Regions from separate parts of the Mus musculus genome. Here region 1 is linked to region 2. A link is a contact called in public Micro-C data. All regions are on one chromosome and are shown on one strand. The core of a region is the stretch at or near the end of the contact, and the rest is flanking DNA. Distances in the headings are between cores, read along the strand shown. Region 1 holds the start of Pcdh8 (protocadherin 8). Region 2 holds the start of Sugt1 (SGT1, suppressor of G2 allele of SKP1 (S. cerevisiae)).

Region 1 (3,549 bases), core at 347-2,846, 180 kb before region 2:
CACTGTCCACCCAGTCCTACCTCTCAGGTATTCTCCCTACTCGGGGCAAACCCCTGCTCCTCTTCTGAAAGCGGTCCAAATGAGTCTGAAGGGAAGAGACCTGCAAAAGGCCCTTACAGAAGGAACATGGTCCAGATTCCGAAGAATAGAGGCCCAATGCAACATGCTTAGCAAACTCATTGTCTTTATTTCTCCAAGTGTGTGACTTGTGTTTGTAACTCTCCCTTCTTCCTGTGTATTTACATCGCCTGTTCAATAGAGTCCTTCGGTAAGAATCAATAAGAATCAGTCTTGTTCCAGGTTGGCACAACCTGTCCTTCAGCTCCGGGAGTGGAGATACCTGGATACCTACGGAGGCATCTCGAGGACCCCAGCCAGGGAAAGTGGTAATGCTGAAGTTCTACGGTTTCATAGGCAGATGGCTAAGTTACCCCAGGTTCCTGCCAGGTTTCAACGTCACGCTGTGATTTTGTTCTTCTGGAACAGGGCGAGTGTTGCTTCCAGAGAGGCCCTATTAGAACAGAAAGCAAATCCTCTAAATAGGCGGAACAAGGCATCAGGAGGAAAACGATCTCTAAATGCACTTTAGTAGGAACCCGGTATTGTGTGGGATTCAGCGCCCATCACCGTTTAGCCTGAGAGTTATGGCACGGATTGAGGGTGAATAGAGAGGCATAATGGAGACATGTGGCGTTTGCTCATTATATTCAAGTTAGCCCAACTCTACTGTGGAAACTGTTCAACTTTCTCTCCCCCTCTAGCTTGTCATAGTGAAATAATACAGACATCGGGGCCTCCAATGGGATCGCCTGCCACGCCATTCTATTTCCACTACTAACGAGGGCTTCATAAGCCTTTGATACAGTCTGATCTTTGAAACCTTTCCAAATCTCCTCAAGCTTATGCTAAATCCTATTTGGAACTTTATTTTTCCTTGCCTGCTAGCACCTAGGGCTTAAGGAAGCCATTTGAACAGTGACATGCATACTAACGTGTATCGCAGGGCTCTTTTCTGAAAGGCAAGTGGCACCGGTGCTCACACGAGCAAAACACAATTGCGTACACAAATGTGAATAAAATCAGTTTTGCTCTACCCTTCACTCTTCTTCATCGACAGGTTATTCCCCACACCGGTGGGAAGCTGAGGGAGGAGGCGAACAGAGAGCCTCGCTCCCCAGAGCAAGTTTTGAAGCCTTTAAAATGCAAAATAAAGGGGCGGATGGGGGGTAGGATGTGAGACCCGGAGCTTCTGAAGAGAAACCCAGCTTGTTCGGGCTTAGTACCCGCAGCGGCGGGCAGAAGAGACCGGGTGCCTGGCACCCAATTTCCAAAAATCATCAGCTTCGTTTACTTCAGAGCCCAGTGCTAACTCATTGCAAGCAAGGTGCTAACAGAAAATGGGAGCAGGAGTTTTTAAAACAAAGGAAAGATTCCCTCATTTTCCTTCCCTGTTTTCTCCTCTAAGCCTTTCCACATTAAAGGGATTGTCGGTGGTTGGCGGAGGAGCGGCGCTGTGGCTAAGCGACCATTGGCTGGCCCCTTCCAGTGATTTGCATATCGGCAGCTATAAAGACGGAGGCGGCGCTCGCCAGCGCAGCTCCAGCCCAGGGAAAGGAGGCGGAGGCGCCGAGTGAGGGTGGGTCTGCGCGTCCTCCGAGCCAGCCCGAGCCGGAGCTGCAGCTTTTCCCGCACGGGGCTCGCAGAGCCTGGGACTCACGCTCCGATCTGCACGCCGGGGAAGACTCTTTAGGTTAGCCTTTCGGAATAGCAGTTGGGGATTGGCGATATGAGTCCTGCGAAGCGCTGGGGCAGCCCTTGCCTTTTCCCCTTGCAGCTATTTAGTCTCTGCTGGGTGCTCTCAGTGGCCCAGAGCAAGACAGTCCGATACAGCACGTTCGAAGAGGATGCCCCTGGCACAGTCATCGGAACCCTTGCAGAAGACCTGCACATGAAAGTGTCTGGAGACACAAGCTTCCGCCTGATGAAGCAATTCAACAGCTCTCTGCTCCGGGTACGCGAGGGCGACGGGCAGCTGACCGTCGGGGATGCGGGCCTGGACCGTGAGCGTCTGTGTGGCCCGTCCCCACAGTGCGTGCTGGCCTTCGATGTTGTCAGCTTCTCGCAGGAACAGTTCCGCCTGGTGCACGTGGAGGTGGAGGTGAGGGATGTAAACGACCACGCGCCCCGCTTTCCCCGAGCCCAGATCCCGGTGGAGGTCTCAGAGAGCGCTCCGGTAGGCACACGCATCCCCCTGGAGGTGCCCGTGGACGAGGACGTGGGTGCCAACGGGCTGCAGAGTGTACGCCTAGCCGAGCCTCACAGCCCCTTCCGCGTGGAGCTGCAGACGCGCGCGGACGGTGCCCAGTGTGCGGACCTGGTGCTGCTACAGGAGTTGGACCGCGAGAGCCAGGCCTCCTACAGCCTGGAGCTGGTGGCTCAGGATGGCGGGCGACCGCCGCGTTCCGCCACAGCAGCCCTCAGCGTGCGTGTGCTAGATGCCAATGACCACAGCCCGGCCTTCCCACAGGGTGCCGTGGCAGAGGTGGAATTGGCCGAGGACGCACCTGTGGGATCGCTGCTGCTCGACCTGGACGCTGCCGATCCCGACGAAGGTCCCAACGGCGACGTTGTGTTCACCTTCGGCGCCCGCACCCCTCCCGAAGCCCGCCACCTCTTCCGGCTCGACCCGCGCTCTGGCCGCCTCACCTTGGCTGGGCAGGTGGACTACGAGCGCCAGGACACCTACGAGCTGGACGTGCGGGCTCAAGACCGAGGTCCAGGGCCCCGGACAGCCACCTGCAAGGTTATCGTGCGCATCCGAGACGTCAACGACAACGCTCCTGAAATTTCTATCACTCCTCTGGCCGCCCCGGGGGCTCCAGCCACCTCGCCCTTCGCCGCCGCCGCCGCTGCCGCCGCACTCGGAGGAGCGGACGCGGCCTCGTCGACTGGGTCCGGGACACAGGAAGCCGGTATCACCTCGCTGGTGCCAGAGGGGGCGGCGCGCGAGAGTCTAGTGGCGCTGGTCAGCACCTCGGACAGGGACTCGGGCGCCAACGGGCAGGTGCGCTGCGCCCTCTACGGGCACGAGCACTTTAGGCTGCAGCCGGCCTATGCTGGCAGCTACCTGGTGGTGACCGCTGCATCTCTGGACCGGGAGCGCATCGCGGAGTACAACCTGACGCTGGTGGCCGAAGACCGTGGCACACCCCCTCTTCGCACCGTCAGGCCCTACACCGTGCGAGTGGGGGACGAGAACGACAACGCACCGATCTTCACCAAGCCAGTCTATGAGGTGTCGGTCCGCGAAAACAACCCTCCAGGCGCCTACCTGGCCACAGTGGCAGCCCGCGACCCTGACGTGGGTCGCAACGGTCAAGTCACCTACCGCCTGGTAGAGGCCGAAGTGGGCCGCTCTGGGGAAGCCGTGTCCACTTACGTCTCAGTAGACCCGGCTACCGGAGCCATCTACGCTCTCCGTAGTTTTGACTATGAGACTCTGCGCCAGCTTGACGTGCGTGTCCAGGCCAGCGACGGCGGTTCCCCTCA
Region 2 (4,022 bases), core at 1,139-3,638:
TGAGATAAAGGTCAAGTGTATGTGGAGCAAAAGCAGATGCACCTCAAACAGTGTAGCTCTACAAAAAGAAAAAGAGTTCCAAGATATCCACTGCACCAGGCACCCTGATGGGCATTGGAAAGAAATTGTTTGGACCTTCATTTCGAGGGAAGGACATGGAAAGTTCTAGTAGGAGAGTGACATGATCCAACTGTCATGCTGGCTACTGTACCATGAACAGAGTAAAACCAAGCAGGACCAGAAACAATGTCAGTCGTCGTCCCCAACCCCACCCCACCCCCAAGCCCGCCAAGAAATCCCTTTCCCCAGTCTGAAATAGTTCCTATGTGCTAAGTTTTCCCCTCATCTCTGGCAAAAGGGATACATTAACATATCTCTGTGGTTCTCATTGGCGTGTCAAGGTCAATGGTAGCCTCCACACTTCCTTATTCCATACTCACAAGTCCCCCACCCCCTAACCCAGCCCACAGGCCCAGGTATGGCTTCCATATAACCCAGAAGATCTTACACACACACACACACACACACACACACACACACACACACGTATACCCCCCTACATCCCCCCACCCCGCATCTTGCTGCTCTCCTCAGAGACAGCCTTGGCAGTTTAAAATAAACTTCTTACCCTTGTACCCATGCTTCATTGGTACCCATTTTCATTCAAATAGAAGAAACTAGTAAAGTCCAGAATGTGAGGTAGCCAAGGGGCTGTAGAGAATTGCATGGAACACATTAGAAGGGGCAGCATCTGCCAATTATTAGGGCTTTGGGGGCAGCCTAGATCTGTAGCCAGCACTCAATAACCTTTTAATAATTATTCATTTCCTTCTCCTTTTTCAGTCCTTCCCCCTACTCTCAATTCGGGTTTTAATTTCCTTTGGCAGAAAATATAAAGATACTTGCGTCTGTAGCCCTAATCTCAAAGTCACTAATGCCTTGATTTTTGTTGTTTTGTTTCTTTTGAGACAGGGTTTCTCTGTGTAATTCTGGCCATACTGGAACTCTCATGGTAGACCAGGTGGGCCTCAAACTCAAGAGATCCACCTGCTTCTGCCGCCCAAGCACTGGGATTAAAGGTGTGCGCCAACACCAGCAGGCTCTCTAATACCGCGCTATCAAACCTCATGATCACTCTGTAGACCTAAGAATACAAAGCGGAGCTTGTAACATTAAAACAACAATGTAGCTATCCTAGTCTGCTAGTCTCTACAAAAGTGATTTCTCTAAGGCTCAAAACATAAAAATGTTTCCTTTTTTCCAGCGGGGGAGCTCTGAAGTGTCGGGAAGAATTTCACACATCCCAGGCTAGCCTCAACTCACAAAGTAGCTGAGGATGACCTTGAATTTCTGACCCTAGGGCATTCACCGCCTGAGTACCAGGATTACAGGCCTGTACCACCATACTTGACATGTGCCGATAACTCTCTGGAGTCCAGCCAGCGCTCCTAAGAAACATCCGTACAAAGCTAGTTTGTTCTAGACTTCACCTGAAATGGCCCAAAAGCAAATCATATAATACTAAAATGTAGGCAGGGTTTATTTACTGATACATCCCAAGAACTCGCAGGATCCAAAGTTTAAGGCCAGCCTAGATAAAAAGCGCGGTTTTATAAACAACTGTATAAAGAACAACCACAGTCATCTGTAAAGTGGAAGGCACAGAGGGAAAATGTTCTTTAGTAAATTTAATTAAGGACACTTAACAGTACCTGACATATAAGGGCAAACATAACTGTTAAAGTAAAAAATTGATACATCAAGCCCTATTTTCGCCTTTTCCTTGATCATAAATGCCATTATAAGTGCAACCACAGACAGTAACTATGTTTCCAAGAAATAAATGGGAGGGAGGTGCCCTCATCGGGAGCTTGTGGAGAGGAAGGGCAAGATCTATGGCAAAGGTATTAAGGAGACAAAGAGATTAAGTATCTTAATTTTGGGACTTAGATACATTGTAGCTTTGCTCCCACGAAGGTAATGCCGGGAAGAGGAGGGGTCTGTAGGGACCCAACAGTCCCAGTGAGCTCACTCACCTCTAATGCTGCCTGGGGATCCCCGTCGATCAGAGCATCTGAGAAGCTCTGGAAAAGCCTGCCAAGAAAACAACGACTTCAGCAGGTCTCTCTAATCAAGGAAAGAATAGAAAGACAAACAGCAAAGGTGAAGAAAATCACGCACCGCTGGGACGATGCAGGTCCTGCTGCAGCTGCCGCCATCCCTAGGAGTCAAGAAAGCTTCTGCCTGAGCGTTTCTACCTTGGTTACCAGCTCCGCCGCCGCCCAGGAAGGGAAAACTTCTAAAGAAACCCCAACTGAGCTTCCGTCCTCCGTAGCCAATCAGCGGTCGCGCAGCATGCAGCCGCGGAAAAGGAGGCGAAGGGTGGGCAGGTAGGCGCGGGGCCGGCTGGGAAAGAGGAGGAAACGCTCTCCGGCCCCGCCCCTACCCGTGACGCAGCCAAGCCCCCGCCCCGAGGGCGTGGCCGTGAGTCCCGCGCCCCGCCGTACGCCCGTGGGGGATCCGGCATGGCTTGTAAGCTTTGAAATATTGTCTCGGAGCCCACTGTAAGGTACTGGGGATCCGTCGGGAGGTAGTTCTGGCTTCGCTAAGGAGTGTCACGTTAAGCTCCGTTTACTCCGGTTTTCATCATGGCTACCGCCGGCGGCCAAGTTGTGCGTGACGTCACTCGTGGCAGCCAGGTCTTTTCCGGCAGCAGAGCCCGGGATGGCGCATCAGTTCGCATGACTCTCTCCGTGGAGAACCCGGACGGCCTGGCTCGCCGGAAGTCACGTTACCGGCATGGAGGACGGAGTTTTCCGGAGGGCCTGCCAGATGCCAGAGCTCCACACCCCAAGCTTCCTTCCTAAGTCGGCTTTCCAAACCAAGAAAAGCCTGTTTCACAAGCACCGCGTGGATGAAAGTGACCTATAGCTAATGGTCTTATTGCTGCTTTGTGTTCTAAGTAACCAGTAAGCCCCCCGTCCCCCGCCGTCCTTAGAGCCAAACATCACACTAGGAAGTTTCCTGCGAATTCTTTGAAACTGAGTGGTAAGGGGCAACAGGAGGGAGTGGCAGTTATAGGTTCACCAAACTTGATTTAAAAGCTCTTGATAACGCTCAGTAACTCGTTTTACCAAGTCTGTTTTAGTAGGTGAAATGATTGAAGTGGTCGTTGGCTTCCTCAAACAAGATATATATAAGACCTCAGTCTGGAAACATGACAGTCCACGAAGAAAAAGAAATTACAGTTCAGGCATTTGTGTACATATCCCCACTGTTAAACTCGCCCACTTTTCTGAGTTCTAACTTTAAAAGACCTAAGTTTTGTCTTCCCCACTTTTCTAGCACGTTTTCCATACTGGCCAAACGCCTAGTTGTGCTTGCTAGCTATCGTGGGTATTATAATTTTTTGTTACAACCTCAACCTACCAATCAATCACCCCTTGCAGATGCAAAAAATAACGGTGGGAGGACGTTTGAAAATACAGAGAAACTTGAGCCCATATTCAAGATGGAGAAACGGAGGTTACAAAGATTTAAGTATGTATGGGGTCATCAAGAGATGGAAGTGTGGAATACTACAAAGTTTAAAGTGTAACACATTTGCCACCTGTAGGTATATCCCATCTGTATTGTAAATGGGTTGTTTGAAGGGGGGGGGGGGTCGAGCCGGGGCGGGGAAGGGCTGATAGAAGATAACAGGTCCCAGAAAGGAATCTGAATCCACTTGTGGGAAAGGAGAAGTAGGTGGGAGAGACACTTGAGGCAGACCAGGGCCAGCTGGCCACTAAACTCAAAGAGGTGCAGGTTTCAGGTTTTAGTAAGTACTGAGAAGATCAAATTAGCTCAACTAAACTGAAGCTAAGCAGATCTGTAAGGGAAGGTAGAGAGCATCGTTTTGGATCTTTCCATTCAAGGTTGTTTTCCGTTTCTGTGAACCCTGCAGAAACTAGACTGTAAAAGAACAGATGCATAACGATGAGGAGTGTCTTCTGCATAATGTCTTTAAAGGAAATGTTAGT

Evidence for each region. Hi-C and Micro-C count contacts between places; a contact is called where the count stands out from the background.
Region 1: a Micro-C map of embryonic stem cells shows a contact between it and region 2, with 4 times the contacts expected there. The contact joins the promoter of Pcdh8 here to the promoter of Sugt1 in region 2. A contact is called at or near these places in 1 of 39 promoter capture datasets (neural stem cells), 4 of 484 Hi-C or Micro-C datasets (all in embryonic stem cells) and 3 of 115 datasets of contacts at active chromatin or transcription factors (embryonic forebrain, forebrain and neural tube).

What each region holds. Positions count from the first base shown.
Region 1 is chr14:79,769,359-79,772,907 of GRCm38.p6, reverse strand. Pcdh8 (protocadherin 8) reads left to right here and starts at 1,596. Exons shown (of 3, transcript NM_021543.4): 1 at 1,596-3,549. The coding sequence starts at 1,787. Gm9748 (predicted gene 9748) reads right to left here and starts at 3,000. Exons shown (of 2, transcript NR_154550.1): 1 at 2,707-3,000; 2 at 166-511.
Region 2 is chr14:79,586,026-79,590,047 of GRCm38.p6, reverse strand. Sugt1 (SGT1, suppressor of G2 allele of SKP1 (S. cerevisiae)) reads right to left here and starts at 2,388. Exons shown (of 13, transcript NM_026474.6): 1 at 2,182-2,388; 2 at 2,037-2,094. The coding sequence starts at 2,219.